5 separate regions of the Mus musculus genome follow, and regions 1, 2, 3 and 5 are each linked to region 4. A link is a contact called in public HiChIP or PLAC-seq and promoter capture Hi-C data. All regions are on one chromosome and are shown on one strand. The core of a region is the stretch at or near the end of the contact, and the rest is flanking DNA. Distances in the headings are between cores, read along the strand shown. Region 1 overlaps 6030407O03Rik (RIKEN cDNA 6030407O03 gene). Region 2 overlaps 6030407O03Rik (RIKEN cDNA 6030407O03 gene). Region 3 holds the start of C530043A13Rik (a long non-coding RNA gene). Region 4 holds the start of Igfbp2 (insulin-like growth factor binding protein 2). Region 5 overlaps 6030407O03Rik (RIKEN cDNA 6030407O03 gene).

The links. Promoter capture Hi-C pulls out the DNA fragments that hold promoters and counts their contacts. HiChIP or PLAC-seq counts read pairs in DNA pulled down with a chosen protein or histone mark.
Region 1: a contact with region 4 is called in an H3K4me3 HiChIP or PLAC-seq map of neural progenitor cells, with 12 read pairs. The contact joins the enhancer-like site here to the promoter of Igfbp2 in region 4. A contact is called at or near these places in 13 of 39 promoter capture datasets (the C10 cell line, the HPC-7 cell line, the SN4741 cell line and 8 more), 8 of 115 datasets of contacts at active chromatin or transcription factors (embryonic basal ganglia, embryonic forebrain, embryonic hindbrain and 5 more) and 2 of 9 other capture datasets (adipose tissue and macrophages).
Region 2: an H3K4me3 HiChIP or PLAC-seq map of stem cell-derived neural progenitor cells shows a contact between it and region 4, with 5 times the contacts expected there. The contact joins the enhancer-like site here to the promoter of Igfbp2 in region 4. A contact is called at or near these places in 4 of 39 promoter capture datasets (cranial neural crest, embryonic stem cells, frontonasal cranial neural crest and 1 more), 2 of 115 datasets of contacts at active chromatin or transcription factors (embryonic hindbrain and stem cell-derived neural progenitor cells) and 3 of 9 other capture datasets (adipose tissue, liver and pancreatic islet).
Region 3: a contact with region 4 is called in a promoter capture Hi-C map of liver, with 5 times the contacts expected there. The contact joins the promoter of C530043A13Rik here to the promoter of Igfbp2 in region 4. A contact is called at or near these places in 8 of 39 promoter capture datasets (the 3T3-L1 cell line, the HPC-7 cell line, cranial neural crest and 3 more) and 1 of 9 other capture datasets (adipose tissue).
Region 5: a contact with region 4 is called in a promoter capture Hi-C map of cranial neural crest. The contact joins the enhancer-like site here to the promoter of Igfbp2 in region 4. A contact is called at or near these places in 5 of 39 promoter capture datasets (the C10 cell line, cranial neural crest, frontonasal cranial neural crest and 2 more) and 2 of 115 datasets of contacts at active chromatin or transcription factors (embryonic midbrain and extraembryonic endoderm stem cells).

Annotation. Positions count from the first base shown.
Region 1 is chr1:73,818,876-73,822,524 of GRCm38.p6, forward strand. The region is part of intron 6 of 6030407O03Rik (RIKEN cDNA 6030407O03 gene); the gene reads right to left. Gm29183 (a long non-coding RNA gene) reads right to left here. Exons shown (of 6, transcript XR_001778996.1): 3 at 3,521-3,642. Among named protein-coding and RNA genes, the nearest start is that of Gm29183, 6.4 kb to the right of the region's middle. Within about 2 kb of position 1,601, at least 10 of the 459 cell types and tissues checked have an H3K27ac peak or open chromatin away from gene starts, as enhancers often do. A contact at or near this core is called in neural progenitor cells, where this site is marked.
Region 2 is chr1:73,786,052-73,789,347 of GRCm38.p6, forward strand. The region is part of intron 6 of 6030407O03Rik (RIKEN cDNA 6030407O03 gene); the gene reads right to left. The region is part of intron 5 of Gm29183 (a long non-coding RNA gene); the gene reads right to left. Among named protein-coding and RNA genes, the nearest start is that of Gm29183, 39 kb to the right of the region's middle. Within about 2 kb of position 1,795, at least 16 of the 459 cell types and tissues checked have an H3K27ac peak or open chromatin away from gene starts, as enhancers often do. A contact at or near this core is called in neural stem cells and stem cell-derived neural progenitor cells, where this site is marked.
Region 3 is chr1:73,528,587-73,531,806 of GRCm38.p6, forward strand. It overlaps C530043A13Rik (a long non-coding RNA gene), which reads right to left and starts at 1,379. Exons shown (of 4, transcript XR_373514.2): 1 at 1,087-1,379.
Region 4 is chr1:72,823,163-72,826,366 of GRCm38.p6, forward strand. It overlaps Igfbp2 (insulin-like growth factor binding protein 2), which reads left to right and starts at 1,318. Exons shown (of 4, transcript NM_008342.3): 1 at 1,318-1,802. The coding sequence starts at 1,418.
Region 5 is chr1:73,743,306-73,746,962 of GRCm38.p6, forward strand. The region is part of intron 6 of 6030407O03Rik (RIKEN cDNA 6030407O03 gene); the gene reads right to left. Among named protein-coding and RNA genes, the nearest start is that of Gm29183, 82 kb to the right of the region's middle. Within about 2 kb of position 1,461, at least 77 of the 459 cell types and tissues checked have an H3K27ac peak or open chromatin away from gene starts, as enhancers often do.

The DNA.
Region 1 (3,649 bases), core at 351-2,850, 1.0 Mb after region 4:
TTGGTAATGGTGACAAATTAAGGCAAGCTGTTCCTATCATGTAAAGATACCATTCATCATGACGAGAAAACTCCCAGGGTCAATTTGTGATAGTCTGTTTCTACGACAGAGTACCTAAGAGGAGCGAGTAGAAAGGAAGAAGGATTTATTTCTGCTCATGGTTTCAGAGTTTCTGTCCAAGGCCCTCTGGCTTCACTGTTTCTGGGATGTGGCAGAGCAGAGCATTAGGTTAGGGAAGTGGAGAGAAAAAAATGTTCACTTTGTAGTAGCTTGGAGAGGAGGTAGTTAATAGATCCTTTCAAGGGACAACTCTTGTTACCTACTTCCTCCAACCAACCCCCACACCCGATATGCCAACCCCTCCCAACAACACCAGCAAATCATAGATCCTTCAGTGATTAAGTCTATTCAAAAAGCTATAGTCCTCAGTATCCACCCCCAAGCCCCACCTCTGAACACTGCTCAGAGACTCAGCCTGCAACGCATGGGTCTTTGTGGGAAGGCACTTCGTTTTTTTAACTTTAGGAAAAGGATGTTGTTCATAATGCAAAACTCTTATAAAGCCTACTAATAGTTGGGACAAAGAATATTCAGAGCCTCCAGTAACAAGATCTCTAGAAGGAAGGGAAAGAAAGGAATTAAATATATTCTTGGTTGCAACTTTGTGCAGTAAAAACATTGAGCTCTTTAGAGGCTCTTGATTGCAAACAGTAGAAATGAATAAAGCGCCATCATGTTTATTTGGCTTTAAAAGAGAAATAAATGTAACGAAAGGTAGTTCACAGAATCAACAGGAGGGATGAATAATCTCTCTGTGAAAGGAAGAGAATCCAAGCATGAGTCCAAGGAGCTGTCAGCTCCTGGTGCTGGTCCCTGACCTGGGAATGAGTGTCAGCACCTGCATCCCGTTAGACCTGGATTCTGAAAGACCTCTCATGGCAGGGTGAGTCTTATACCATTCCTGATCCTTTCTGTCAGCACTGAGGAGACTCAAAGCCACCTTCTGTGAGCTGCTGACAGTCACATGTAAGTCGATGGCCACTTGTGCTCCAAGAGTCCAGAAGAACGGAGTCTGACCCTAAGAGCTCCCCAGTTGACTCACACGTTGATAAATTCTGGCAAAACAGAGATGAGGGTGACAAACAGGCTTCATGGAGACTACTATCTCCAGCTCTTGTTTTTCTTAATCCCCCCGCCTCTCTGTGGGGCCACAAGCAATCCACGCTGTCAGGAGGTAATCTTCGCTTTGTCAAAATTATGAGAGTGAAAATCCCACTAGATACTGAACATAAATCTCATGGCTCTCCGAGACATGTTTCTTCATGGTGTCTTTCTGTTCTCTTCAACACAGGGATCCTGACGTAGAAGTTCTCCCTGCCCAGTGGCAGCAGCCTTTCCCTGGAACTTAGTCAATCATCTCTGGAGAACTGAGGCACAGCCAGGTCCTTCTCACCCCACCTTTTGCTTCTTTATTTCATGCTGCCCTGCTCATGCCTTAAGCCTTCAATCTCTTTACCCTAACTTCTCAGCCTGCAGCTCCATCCTGCTCCTGGCCTCTGTACACAGCCAAGGCCTGAGCAAAGCCTAGAATTTTAATGAGTACCCAGAGAGTGGATTCACATGGTGCCTCAGCACCTCCATCCACCTCTCAGCCTGGAAACTCCACACCAGTGTATCTTCCTGTTTTTCACAACTTGACTCTGCTGCTCTAGTAAACATGCCTAACTGAGAGCCAAACCAAAATGCCCCATCCTTGGCCTTGTGCCTCCCCACCTCCAGGACGAGCCTTTCTGGGCTGGCCAGAAAACGCTGGATCTCAGGAGACAAGTCTTTCTCAGTGCTCCAGGCTGTGCCGTTTCTCGTGGACACATTAACCCCCACATTGGGAAAGAGAACTACAGGTGCACCAAAACTCAACCCCAAAGCCCTCCCAGGATGGAGCTCAGAGGCAGCCAGGGAAGGCAGATGCGGTGGCAGGGTTGGGAGGGAGCCAGGGGCCAGAAAGAGCGCTCCTGCCCCCGAGGTGGTTTCCAAGAGTGACTTCTTCCAGCCAGACAAACAGACGCATACAGCTGTCTCCCTGATGGGGTTTCAAGATTCATTTCCTCTCCAGCACTGCAGCTGGGAAGGACAGTCACACAAATAGAAAACAGGACTGAGAATCCTCTGAAGCTTTCTTTCAACCCATAAGAAGTAGAGACGCTATCAACAAAATAGTAGAAATTAAATATGGCTGGCCTTCTCTGCAGTTCAGCGTTAATCAACCACATGGCTTGGAGCCGTCATTTGATTTACTTTTATGACAGGAGAAACTTAGGGGGAAGCTGCATTTAAAGACAGGAACAGAGAGACTGAGATGGTGATGAATAACTCACATGGGTGCAGTTTAATTCACTTTATTTAGAATTTTGAGACCTACTCTTACTCTGTACCCTAGGCTAACCTAGAACTCACTATAGTCCAGGATAGCCTAAAACTCATGCCGTGAATACTCTCTCCTCAGTTTCTCTGAGCACTGAGATTTCAGGCGCGGGCCACCACACCAAGCTCTCTGGGTACTTTTAAATCTAACTTTCAGAATGGTTCTTTGGGTTCTATTTAAGACACAGATGAGCCAGGAAGGTGGCCCAGCAGATAAATTGTTGCTCCCCCCACCCCTCACTTCCTAATGGCTTGCATTTAATCCCCAGGATAAGTACTCCTCTAGTCTCCACATGTGCACCATAGTCTACACATCCACACTTACAACCTACACACACACATACACACAAACACACACAAATGAAAATACTTGTAAAATAAGTATATAAAGGTATAAAAGAAGCAATATCTATCTACTTACTGTAGTAAAACATCGAAATTCAAATAAATGCAAAAGCTCCCCAAAAATCCCCCCATAAGGTGTTCATTAACATCAAATGCCATAAATATGGAGTCACATATTTTGAAATTATTTTTCTTCTCAGTTGGATCAGTAAAATCTAATATCAGTTATTGTCTTATATGGTTAGACACTATACCCTCATATGGATGGTCAACTGTTTAGAAAACCATGATTGTGAAATATTGTCGTGTCCCAATGTTTAGTATTACCAACAATACTCTGATAAAGATCCCTATTGTACATTCACAAATACGTGAATTTGCTTGGTCATTTCTTTAGGTCATATTCCTAGGTATGAAATTACCACATAATATTTGTTAGTTTTGACATACAGTCCACTGCCAACCTTAAGAACAACGGGCTCCTGAGCCCATGTGCAAAGCAGAGTTACATTAGAAGTATTCTCTAAACTTCTCCTTTTCTTCCTTTACGCATGTCAGACACATACACTCTTTAAATTCTCCCTGCACACTTCTTGGGCTGATGTTATCATTTTTCCTTCCCAAGGTTGAATGAGCAGAAGGAAAGCCAGAACTTGACTCCCTGCCCTCTAACTCCAAACTCATACCCTCTGTGTCATCACTGTTAGATGATGCCTCTCAGGAGACAGAAGGGGTGGCCAGCCTTTGCCCTTACCTTCCCACATAAACAAGGCTGCCGGTAAGCTGACAATACTGGACGCTCCCTGGAAATTCTGGGCACTGCTCAAGGATGCCACAGAGAGCAGATCCCATCGTTTGTAGGATTTCCGAGAGGCACTGAGGA
Region 2 (3,296 bases), core at 545-3,044, 960 kb after region 4:
AATTTGACCCAAGAACCATGGTTTACCACACAACACTCTAGACCCAGACCTCTCTTTTACAAAGGCCAGAAAGATAGCTTAACTCACCCAGGATCTCACAGTGTATTGGTACAGAGACCTAAGCTAAATATTAAGGTTCCAGTGTAAGTGTTTGGGCAGAGCATCAGTAGGAGAGATGTTTGGGGGCATCTCCATCCCACTGTGCTTCACACAACCTGAGGGAAAAGGAAGAAAGCAAAACAAGCAAAAGCAAAGGCACATCCCAGGTCAAGGATGTGAGTAGACACTGTCTCCTGATGGGGACCCAAGTCCTAACTGATCAACACATAGTACAAAAAACAGCCTGTGTGACACACAAAAAGCCTACCTTAACCTATACTCAGGGGAGGAGCTGCCTTGGGCTAGAATCTGTCCCAGATTTCAACTGAAAGAAAAAACACACCTGGAGCCCCAGAGCTCAGAACCACTGCAAGATCATAACTTCATTTGCATATAGAATAGCTGAATTTCCAGGAGAGGAAATTCTCCACTGAGGTTCCAACACTGGGTAGTGACCAGAGGATTCTGGATCTTCAGTCCAGCCTCTTGAGTTCCCTAAAGGCTCTTCTCTCACATCCTGATGGCACCCCTATGGATCTGAAATCCTTGTTGGTACCCCCATGGTTCTGAAACCCTTGTTGGCACCCCTAACTTCCTGATGGAGACCCTACTCCTACTCCTGCCCTTAGGGCAAGTATTCTAATCATTTTTCTTCCAGTTAAATGGACATATAGCCTTTGGATGGAGAAATATCTAGAACATTTCACCAGTGTTGATTCATTCTCTCAGGAGATCATGAACTGAACGGTACCTTGAAGAAAAGGAGGCTTATTGGCTGACTCTACATTCAAGTAAATAGAAAGTCTGCATTCAGGGTGAGAAGGGGGTTCCAAATACCCCCACCCTTTACACACTCTTTCCATCTCCAAAGACAGACAAGGGCCAGGGCAGTCTCCACCCCACATCATCTTTCCAACTCTTGGTGATGCCTCAACTAGAATCATTTGTGTGTAAGACTGTCTGCTCTATCCACTCAGTTGAAAGCTCTTCAAAGGCAGAAATGTGTCCCGCTTATCCCTGGACTCCTAGCCCTGAGTCTGGCACAAAGACAGGTATTATTCACTGATGTCTAAGCTGTGATATCCCGCAGAGAGCCAGAAAAGCATAGCAAAGAGGTTAGGAGATTATACGGCCTGAAAACAGGCAATCCCGAGTTCAAATTCTGACTCACACATTTTAATTGTTATGTGAGCATGAAACATGTTACTTAATCTCTCTCTGAGGCTCAGCTTCCTCATGTGAGACGTTGTCATACTGAAATGAGACAATGCTGCTGGAGCACTTGGTGGAGCACGCAGAACTCAAAACTCTCAATAAATGTCACGAAAGGACAAAGTCAGACAGCCAGGGTGACTAGTTGATCCCTTGATTAGCTGGCCTGCATACTTTCAATATCAGTGTGCACTTAGAAACAGGGAGGGCCTAAGAGGGACACAGATGAGATAAATCCATCCACGGAGCCAGAAAAACCAGAAAATCGGGAGCATACCCTGCACTCAACTCCTAAAAGAAATAACCCGGGGACCCTGCAGTGTTCCCAGAGGTCCCTCCTCCAAGCCAGCACAGTGTCTGCAGGCTCCCCCAGCCTTTCTATTGATTGATGGAGTCCCAGACAGTTTCTAGAAAGTCCACATTGCTTTATTTTTAGTAAAGGCCATTGTATTGCATGCTGGCTGGTGACACTGGGGAGCCAACAAAGGGCAGACTGTTTGCAAGACTTCAATACAGCAGCACCTGGTACTCAAAGCTAGCTGAGCCCCAGTGGCCTAGGAATGCTGAAAAAGAAAAAAAAAAGCCATGAAAGATGGATCGTGAGGAACAACAATAGGCTGAGGCCTTGGTGAAGGCCTGTGTGATCCCCCAGCCTGAGTGGGGATGAAAGCACAGTTCACTTAGGAAGAGGGTCCAGTAACAAAGCTAAAAGGGAAAGCTGTAGCTGCCGGAAACTACACTAACTAAATCCCAGTGTTTATAAAAAATGAAAAACAGAAAGGAGAAAGGTGGGAGGTAAACCAAATCTGGTTCAAACTCCAAAACACTTCAGAAATTTTTCAGAGAGTAAAATTCGAGCAAATTAAATTTACATACAAAAAATAATTTAGCTAGATCAAACACATTTCTCATGCATACCTCCAATTCCAGTCCTCAATACGCTCTAGAATCATGAGTCAAGGCTAGCCTGGGCTACATAATGAGACCCTGTCTCCACAAGCCAAGCACTGGGTATGTAGCTCAGTAGTTGAGTACTTGCCTAGTATGTGAAGGGACCTGGAACCAATCCCACACACTGCAAAAAATAGTAGTATATATTTCTGAAACATGAAGCCAAAAGGTTATGCCTACAATTACGTATAGACTGTCAGGCTCTGTCTTGGGGGAGTTTGTGATGTGATGTGTAAAAAAAACATTGGCCTTGACACTGTGCCACCCTCACCCCCTCCCCCTCCAAAAAAATCTGACTTGTAGTACTTGCTGATTTCCAAGATACGTACCTTCCTCCTGTTACCAATGTTTGTTTGTTTGTTTGTTGTTTGTTTGTTTGTTTGTTTGTTTGTTTAAGACAGGGTTTCTCTGTGTAGTCCTGGCTGTCCTGGAACTTACTCTGTAGACCAGGCTGGCCTCAAACTCAGAAATCCACTGCCTCTGCCTCCCAAGTGCTGGGATTAAAGGCGTGTGCCACCAAATCTGCTAATATGACTATTAGAATTGGGGGAGGGGACTTATTAATTGGCTTTTGCAAAATCAACTCAACTGTCAGTTGCCATGTGCTCATGCACGCCCCACTGAAATCAAAACAGAGTATTTATAACAGCTGCAGAAAGTCCACTGTAGCTGTGAAGTCTCGGGCAGTCCTATGGAGGGTTGGGGGTCCACTCTCTCCATGAATCTCAGCAGACTGGCCTCCTTGACTGCCAGATTGCAGCTGGGGTGATGCTAAGGCTAGGCTAGCAAAGGCTGTGCAATTTCTGCCTGAGTCTATGCAACACTCAGGGCATATAAGTTGCTCAGTCTTACTTACCACTGAGGTCTCCGTATTTCGAAGGCTACATGTAGGTTCTCCAGTCCAGCATTTTAGCACGGCCTACCAAGAGCTTAGACCTGAGGAAAGCCATCTTGGACCCTCAGGACCAGACTCTCCATCAGCTCCACATGGAAAATGAAAAAAATCAATCAAGTTCCACAAAACTGAGGGACTG
Region 3 (3,220 bases), core at 129-2,628, 710 kb after region 4:
AGTATCTTTTGCACAGACATATATGTTATTTATTGCTATTGAACACCATATCCTGAAAACCTGTGGCTTTAAACAAACAGAAATAATAATGTGTATTGTCTCAGTTTTATTTAGCCCTGGGACCTGGCGTCAGCTTACCTGGGTGGCCCAGTCCAGGTCCTCATTCCACTGTGGTAAGCTCAAGGTGTTGGCAAAAGCTTCAGGCATCTGACAGTTGGACTGGACCTGGGTGTCTGTTTCCTGGATGGCTCCATTCCATGGGGTTGGCAAGAGTTCCCCATTATTGCCACATGAGCCTCTTTATAAATTGCTTGTGTATCCTCACAACAGAATAGCTAACTTGCCCTACTGCAAACAACCCCAAGAAAAGAGGTAAAAGATGGTGCCTTTACTCTGCTAGCTCCCAGAGGTGAGTATCACCCTTCCTCTACCTTTTTGTAGAAGTCACTAAACCCAGCCACCACTCTCCAGGAGACAAAGTTGAGTACCTACTTTTCAAAGACACGGTTAAAACAAACTCTTAGGAAGCCCAGTTTAGAGCCTGACAACACACTTTGCACAAACACATTCTCTTGTCTGGTACTCTCTCCTGCCTCATTCAATTTGTGTTTTCTCTATAGCATTACTATCATTATCTCTACTTGCCCATCTTTTGACTTAAGATCTAGGACAACAGGAGATTATACATTTTTCACACTCACTACTCTATATCCAGAAGAGTTTCTGGATAAGTTGGCTCAGTGACTGCCTGGTTTCCTGATCAGATGAATGTGAGTTGGGGGAAGAGTCATGGGAGCACACTCAGCCATGGAAACCAGTTACAATGGATCCAAACCTAACACATTGCCCAAAACTTTAGCTTAACAGAATTCTAATGATTTAATTTTTAATATTAATATAGTTACAATTCACTGTTAAGTCACCATGTGATAATAGCTGAGGAAATGGGAGCCTTCACAGTCCCCCCACTAAGAAGTTTCTGCTTTTCAGACTACAACAAACTCTACTAACCAAAACAAAACTTAGGAAAGTCTTTCCTTGTTCCACATGGAAAATAAACAAACAATGGCAACAACAAAGTCTCACCTCTCTTCTCAAGGATCAGCATGAGGCTTTGGGTGGTGGCAATGTCTAGTGTGCCCACAGTGCCTCAAGGTCACAATGTACTGCAGTGGCCAGGAGCCAGAGTTTAATGCAAGCCGTCATCTGAAATTAGGAATAAAAGGTCCCACATGATTCCTTGCTGACTTGTTGTATTTATTCAGAATTTAGCAGCATCTTTAGCTGAATGTTGATGTTCCTTGGCTCTAGAGAATAAGGAAATCCGCATGCAATTAGGAAGCTGACAGTAATGGAAAGTGCATGGGATTAGGAGACCAAAATACATTGCTAATTTGCAGAAAGCCTGGCTTTCCATATCTATAAAAAGGCACAGCCAGACTGATGAGGGTAGAGATAATTTCAAATTCCTATTCTGATTGGATTGTGTTAGAAAGCATGTAGATATCTTAACATCTCTTGAAGAGTCTTTGCCAACTTCTTACCAGAAATGTCAGTGAGCATCGTCATGTGTACAACTGGATCTCTCTCTCTCTCTCTCTCTCTCTCTCTCTCTCTCTCTCTCTCTCTCTTCTCAGTCTAAGACAATGGGATTGGGACACTCAATAAAAGAAACACACACAAAAGGTTAGAAGTATCAAATACAAACTCCCCACTTCAGTGCCATGTGAGGCAAGGGATGATTTCAGTAGATAAGGAGTATGGCTCCCAGCTGTCTCTTAAGAGCAGCAACAACTCACACTTAGGGCAATGCTAGTTCAGGGACATGTTCAGTCCATCAGCTCCTAGCATCTCATTGCTGTCCTTGGTGGCCTACAATGAAGCTCCTAAATCAAGGACTAAAGAGGCCTTGGTCTTTAGGGAACCCTGGGGCCTGAGGAGCAACCTCACTAAATTCCTTGCCCTGTCTGCTGGGACAGACAGTCGTGAGGACAGAACAGGGACAGGAGTTACTGTTGGCCCTCTAGTTAATTTTCAGAGGGAATAAACACCCGAGAGTGTCCATCTGTGCACCAGCCCCTGCAGCAGTAGAACAAGCAGGGCAACTGTGGAAAATAATGGCCCACTCTGTTGAGCCACGCCCCCAGGCAGCTAGCACCCTTCCCTGCTGTGGTGGCAAAAACAAAGGGCAGGGCCTGTCTCCCTCAGGAATGTCCAGGGAATTATATGCTAGCCATAGGTTTGGGTCTGAGGGCTGTGTTACAGTCCAAGCAAAACTCTTTTGGCCTATTGGATAAGGGGGACCTTTATATGTCCCCCCTTTGGGACTGTGATCTTTAAAATCGTGTGTGTGTGTGTGTGTGTGTGTGTGTGTTTGTGTGTGTGTGCCTATATTATATAGAGATATAGATCAGAATCGAAGGAATTCATATAGTTCAAGACCTCCCTGTTTTAGACAAAGAAGCAGCACTTTGAGGGGAATGGATGTATCCACCACAGCATGGGCACATAGTGCCTCTGAGCCCTGATTAAAACCGCTGGCAGGGCGAAGGAGCTTAGCAAATGGAGCACACAGTCCACTGTATTATTGGGCATGGATTATTTACGAGATTTAGTGCCTATTAAATGGGAGTCATCAAGCCTGGGTATAATTTAATGTCGTTTGTTAAAATGACACTGGGAAGGGAAGAGGTCAACAGTTAAGAGACTCCACGTCTCATTTCAGAGGAAAATTCAGTTATAGTGTCCAGTGAGTAATTAGGCCCGTTCCTTAGGAAAAGGGCTCCAAACAATACATAGTGACTATCAAAGCTCTCAGAGTGACTGAAGCCTTGCAGAAAGGAATTATTCAGGAGAATGGAGAGCAGAGCATGCAGGTGCGTGAGAAACAGAGTGAAAATGAACTGGGGAAGCTGCGGGTGGCAAAGGAGTTGGGGACAGCCTACAGCAGGGCACGTAGAGCCAAGGGAAGCCACTCTTTCAGGATGCAGAGACCAGGAGGCCATGCTAGCTTACCCACACTTTGGAACATAACTCTCCCCTGGCCCGAATGAGGTAGAAACATCTCCAGAACTCTTGCCCCGTATTGCCCTGCTCAGTCCCTAAAATGAGGCTGAGATCCCAGACGTCAGTGCTCTCAGCTGGAACCCAGGGCGGATGCCTCTATCAGCTCTTCCATGCATTCCATCCACCATTCTCAGTGTCCCACACTAAGAACCTA
Region 4 (3,204 bases), core at 68-2,567:
TTTTTTCATCATTTCTGCTGGTCCGGGTGTTGAGAATGCGCCATCGATAACCCTCCATTTCCCTCTACGCAATTACCAAGCTTTAGTCTCACACCCGTCCCCCTTCTTTTTCATTCGGATAGTCATCTTCCACAGAGGTTCCTACAGAAGTTCAAACTCTCCTCCATAACTCTTCCTCTCCTAGTTTCTTAAGATTAGAACTTTGTCTTCTAGGAGGCATAAAACTCAAACAGACATATGAACAAAAAGCCGCTGAATTGAGATAGGCCCTGAGCCCAGAAATTAGAAAGGATGGCTTGGAGAATCTTGTGGGGGAATGGAGACGCCTCACTCGTTGTTAAGGTCACAACCCTGGCAAATGAGTCAATAACTAAGGTCCTGCCAGGCTGGAGTGATGGAGGTTGGGGGCAGCTAGGCTGGGTGATTCAATTGGAACAAAGGAGGCAGCCACTCTTTTCTATTTGAAAACCTGAGCGAGCTCTAATCAGCCTAGCGCTAGGGCTTTCTCTAATACCTGGGGAGGGGGGTGGGTGTCTAATCTGACCTTTTCAAGACCCTTCAGTGGGTGTGTCTTCAGACGTCTGGGGGGGGGGAGGCGGGGAGAGTGTGTGTAAAGGTGGGCGAATAAGGCAGCGTTTGTGGATGGTGACCCGGGTCTCTAGGGGATTAGAGGGCTTGTGGGGCAGAGGTTTGTGAGGCACCAGGAAACACACCAGGTTTCATTACTTGCAGCGGTGAGCTCTGGGCTGGGAAACTGAAGTTGTTGCTAGGAGGTGCTGTCTGGGACGAGCCTGGTCTAGAAGGACTGAGCGTCCGCGGGACTCACTCAAGGTCATTGTTCCTAGCAACACGAGGGCTGTGGGGAGTCGGTGTGAGCTCCGAAATCTTTAAGGTCAAGACTGCTTTTGTGTTTCCCCGGCAGTCAGTTCACAGCCGGCCACGTGGGAAGTGAGCAAACTAAGTCCTTCCAAATCGAACTAAACTAAAAGACAGGAGACAAAAGCACAGGCTCTTTCCCACTCCACGCCGATTCTACCCACGCTTGCAAGTTATTCTTACTCTCCCGGAGCGGACAAACCCAGGCTGAAGGGAGCAAAGTCCTAACCAGGGAAGAACAGAGGGGTCCGCTTGAATCCCCTAGGAACGTAGGGTGGGCGAGTGGGCGTGTGCACAAGCACGTGCCCTCACGCAAGAGTGCGGGGGGGGGCGGTGCGGGGGGGGGCGGTGCGGGGGGGGGGGGAAGGGAGTGGTCTCCATAAGGGGGAGGGGAGAAGGCAGGGGGGCGGGGAGAAGCAGGCTTTTTAGGACCCGGCAGAGGCGGGGGAGGAGAAAGAAGGCAAGGAGGCGTCTCCCGCATTCGTCTGGGCCGTGCCACCTGCCCGCTAGCTCGCTGCACTACCGTTGCCCACAAGCCAACATGCTGCCGAGATTGGGCGGCCCCGCGCTGCCGCTGCTCCTGCCGTCGTTGCTCTTGCTGCTGCTCTTGGGCGCGGGCGGCTGCGGCCCCGGGGTGCGCGCCGAGGTGCTGTTCCGCTGCCCACCCTGCACGCCCGAGCGTCTGGCCGCTTGCGGGCCCCCACCCGACGCGCCCTGCGCCGAGCTGGTGCGAGAGCCCGGCTGCGGCTGCTGCTCCGTGTGCGCACGGCAGGAGGGCGAAGCATGCGGCGTCTACATCCCGCGCTGCGCCCAGACGCTACGCTGCTATCCCAACCCGGGCTCCGAGCTGCCCCTGAAGGCGCTTGTCACAGGCGCGGGTACCTGTGAAAAGAGACGCGTGGGCACCACCCCACAGCAGGTTGCAGGTAATGCGGACTGTGAGCACTAGTTTTGGGCTTGGGAGAAACTCTCTCGTAGCTCAGCGGGTTCTCCTGGCTGGTGACTCTCACGTGGGAAAAGAGAGTCCGACGGGACCCTGGGACTGATGTAGAGGAGAAAGAGCTTAGACCTTAATCAGATCCAGGGAGACTCTTGAGAGCGGGAACCCGAAAGACAAACCCGGGAGGGAGGCTGCGGGTGGAGCAAGCGGGATTTGATGGGGTAAAGGAGGAGAGGAAAGATACCTTGCCACCAGGGTCTTCCTTAACGGGACTTAGCGGGGAGGAAGGTGGTCTGATCTAGGGGCTGAGGGGGTGGAGGTGGGGGTTGAAGAGCCTGTAGGAACTTGAAACTCATTTGAAACAAAACTTGAGTCAGTGACCACCGGTCGAATGTTTAGCGGTGGGCGTGCTGCTGGCTGCCGCGCACAGGTGACACTGCAGACCTCGGGTGAGAAAAGATCGAATGGAGAAGCTCCTTCCTTCTGGCGTTGGGAGGTGAGGAGAAGGGTAAGGATGCACGTGGAGAATGGAGCGGGCTCCATCTGTGTAACTTAAGCCGGTTGGCCAGCTGCGTTCCGGCACCCTGGCTGTGCGTCTGGGCCTCCGGTCAGAATGCTGGAGCCGCTTGAAAGCCAGGGGAGCTACAGCTCTTAACGCGGGTGTGTGTCACACCGTACCTCCTCCTAAATCTAGGGAACTTTTTCTGTCTCACGGGATGGGGAAGGTGGGGTTCTTTGTTAAGGAGCCCTTCTTTCTCAAAAGAAAAAAAAAGTTAAGGGACACAAGCTGACTGCGAGGAGTTCACTTTTTTTTCTTCACGGTTTGGAGAAAGCTGCAATTGTCTTGGGGACAGCGCTGAATTTTAGCTAATGTTTAAAAGGAGGCTTTTACTATGTTTCTTAGACTGGGGGTAGCCTGGAGAGATAGGAGAGAGAGAGAGAGAGAGAGAGAGAGAGAGAGAGAGAGAGATAGGAGAGAGAGAGAGAACAAATATCTTCCCTGTTTTTCGATTTCTTTGTGCGCCCCTCTCTTTCCCTGGCTCAGCCACTGTCCCTTTCCCAATGGAGTCAGAGGTCAAGTTTGAAGTCTTGTAGTTCTTGAGGCATTTTTGACCTTGACTACAGAGCAAGGTGGAGCTTCCTCAGAGGGGAGTCCCAGGGTTTCTTCTCTCTCAGCCTTGGGTTTGATCCTTGCTCCTGTTTCTAGGTAATAATAAAGGAAAAGAATTCCGCTTCTCAGGCCCCTTCCTCCCTTATTACCTCTGGAGCCCCAGAGGAATTTTCTTCAGCAGGCCTTGCAGAATCCTCCGGATATTGACTGTTTTACTAAATCTGGTGTACTTTCCTCTCAGAGTTTTATTTTCCTCTCAGAGTTTTATTTATTTTTT
Region 5 (3,657 bases), core at 211-2,710, 920 kb after region 4:
AACTCACTCTGGGGAAGTGGAAGAAGGTTTGTCTTTGGTCCCTGAACCATTTTTAACTCAACACACAAGAATCACAGTCATCCTACAATGACAGTTGTGTGGGGCACCAGGGCAGGCTGCCTACCCTCAGCAAGGGAGACCTGAAGAGTCCTTGTTATTTCTCCACAGCTGTGGTCACAAACCTTGCATGAGAGTGTGTACCATCAGAATATCAGTAGACCCAGAAGGGAGCCAAAGCAAGCATATGCTCAGTCAAGACACTATTTGGTAGAAGGTATCAAAAAATATCCTTACCTCCAAACCCAGAGAGGTCATATCTACAAATGGTCACAATCACTGGATCCCAAAAGAAGCCAAATGACACCAGTTCAGCTCCCTTCTTCCTGTTAGCTGCCCATGATACATCTCCTCAAGAGAATGGAGACATTTTGGTCTCAAATAGTGACTATATACACACTATGTTGGCAAGGGGGGTGGTGGCAATGGAGGTGACCTTAACCCCCTTCTGCAACTGCCATGGAGGAGTACACAAAACCCTCTACTCCCTCTCCCAGAAGCTGGTGGCAATGTAGGCTGCACCAGTCATGCAAGGAATATCTGCATCTACTGAGCACCTCCAGCCTCTACCCTGTAACTCGCCTACTATCTCTGTGTCCCTTGGGAATCTTCCCTAGATGGCCTGAGGTGTCACCTGCAGCTAGAATGTCAGTAGGCTTGTCTGGCCCAACATACTTTGCACGGTCACTGTATCTGGAAACCTCAAGCCTGGGCAGAAAGCTGAACAGCCTGGCCTTGCAGACAAGGACAAAGGGTCTGCAGAGCCTGAGCATTCCAGTCTCCCACGTTCAGTGGAAGGCGGGGAAGAAAGGTCATTAATGCAGACGGTTTATGTTTTCCCAAGCCAGCATTCCTCACAAACAGCTGTGTTTATACAAAGCTAGAAGAAAAGGAGGGAGGGAGGGGGAGGAGAGAGAGAGAGAGAGAGAGAGAGAGAGAGAGAGAGAGAGAGAGAGAGAAGAGAAAGGACTGAGGATGTCCTGAGGATGACATCATTCTGTGTTGTCTGCCTTGGCTGGCTGGCTCCCACGGGAGAGAGAGGGCTGCAGCAGGCTGGTGAGTGGGGTTGGTACCAGGTAAGTATAAGCAACTTGGCAGTACCTGCACACAATTAGGAACAGCATTTCCCTGCTCTCCCCTCTATCCACCCCACCCCCAGCTTCCTAATATATTTATGCAGAAAACTCTTTTTCCTTGTACCAGCACCCACCCTCAGAAGAAGGTTAGATTCAGGACTCAGGTTCACTCTTTCTAATCTCTTCAGCAACTCCCCAACCCCAGAAGAAAAGCCTGACAGGAGGCAGGGTCATTAAAGTGAATTAAAATGCATCCAAGGGGAGATTAACCCCAAGCCATCCCCATAGCAAACAAAGGCCTCTTTCACACAGACTCCAGCTCTGTAAGCAGAGATTAGGGAACAAATTCTCAGAGCCTAGAGGTAGGAGACAGGCTAGCACTTAACCTCCCTGGCTAGACCTCAAGAACTCAACTTCTGCCTGAGTCAGAAGCTTCCGTCTGCAAGTGGAAGGGGGCTTCAGAGCAGGACCTGGACCCCTGCCTGAAATACTTCATTGAGAGCCAGGTGTGTCCTTAACACAATACAGATGTAATGAAATGTGACCCTTTCCTAGATTCCTGCAGGGTCTAAGGTAGGGGGTCCTCCACAGCCCCTCTCAACCTTCTCTGCAACCCTTTTATTGAGCACCGGCTTTGTGTCGGGCTGAGCCATGACAAAGACTTGACCAGGATAGGCATCTTGCTGTGGAGGATCAAATTGAGGAAGGCAGGTTGGCTGTGAGTAAAGTTCACTACAACACAGACCGAAAGATGTGGGAAGTCTAGTAAAGATAGTACAGATGACCCTTCATCTGGAAGGCTCAAAAGAACATCAGAGGAAACAGTGACCCACAAACAGTCTTAAAAGAGTAGATGTTCAACCTGGTAAAGTTAGGATGGTGATGGAGACAGAGAAAAGGGAAGACATTCCAAGCATAGGGTGTAGAATGACCAAAGGCATCAAAGATTGAAAGAGCACATTGACTTTCCCAAGAGGAGCAAAGCATCTCAGTAGGGATGTTGCAAAAGATAATGGGACTATGTGCTGGTGGGAGGGGCTATGTGCTGGTGGGAGGGGTTATGTGCTGGTGGGAGGGGCTATGTGCTGGTGGGAGGAGCTAGAAGAATGCACTTCAGTGCTGTGGGTGGATTTCAAGCAAGGCCCACTGCATAGTCAGATGTGCACTATAGGCCGGTTGTACTAGGAAGTACACGAGGCTAAAGGCACAGAGACCAGTCCAAAAGCAAGCTTTAGAACCCAAATAAGAGTCTGTAAGGGTTGGGTGTGAAGTAGTGGCAATACAGGAGATATTTCTTCATGTGGCATATTAAAGAAAGAAAAAATGGAGTCAACTGTCCTTACTTGGATTTGATGCAGGAGGGAAGGTGGCTCTAAGGCTTAGGGGCTGGAGAGATGTCATCCCAGTTCCCTAAGCAGGAATTTTAAGGAAAGGAAGCTGTTGAGAAGATGTCTGTCACCTCTCAAGTATTTTCTCAGGTCTTTTACTAGTATTTCTCATATCTGTCATGACTTCACCTGCCGGTTCTGTGCGGCTCCCACCAGCTTGGACCAAATGCTTTCTGGTTTAACTTTCTGCCTGAATGTTAACTGCTAGCCCCATCCCTGCACAGGGCTCCTCTGGTTGGGATGGTTGGTGTGCCTAAAAAGTCTAGTAGACCAGAGGGTCTCAGCCCGTGGGTCATGACCCTCTTTGGGGTTGCATTTCCTATATCCAGCATACCAGGTATTTACATTATAATTCATAGCAGTAGCAAAATTATAGGTATGAAGTAGTCATGAAATAATCATATGGTTAGGGTCATCACAGCCTGAGGAACTGTTTCAAAGGGTCTCAGCATTAGAAAGTTTGAGAGGCGGTGAAGTAGACTCTCGGGTACACAACCCAGATGATGAACGTCCACCTGGTAAAAGACTCCCTGTCTTTGTAAAGCACAAATCTAGGCCACTCACTAGCCCATGGCCATTTTGCAGTACTCTTTGTTGGGGCCCCCACCTTGCTAGTTTTCTGTTCCTTTTTCTAAGTTCCTCCTTAGGATCATTTTCCAAAATAAGTCATTCAACACATATGACAGTTGATTTTATGTGCCAGCTTGGCAGCCTTGGTGCCCCAATGTATGTTCAAATACTGTTCTGGGTGTGTTCTGTGAGGGTGTTTTCAGAAACATGTGAGTAGACACTGAGTAGCACAGATTGCTCTTATCATATTGATGGGTCTCATTGAGTCAACAGGAAAGCCAACTAAGTGAAAAGATTTGCCTCCCACCCACCAACAAAGGGGATTCTGAAGCAAGCAACATTCAGACTTGGGACTACAGCATCAGCTCCCCAGCCCTCACCAAACTGTTTTTTTTTTAAGATTTATTTATTATTATAATTAAGTACACTGTAGCTGTCTTCAGACCCACCAGTAGAAGGTGTCAGATCTCATTACAGGTGGTTGTGAACCACCATGTGGTTGCTGGGATTTGAATTCAGGACCTTCGGAAGAGCAGTCAGTGCTCTTACCCGCTGAACCATCTCAC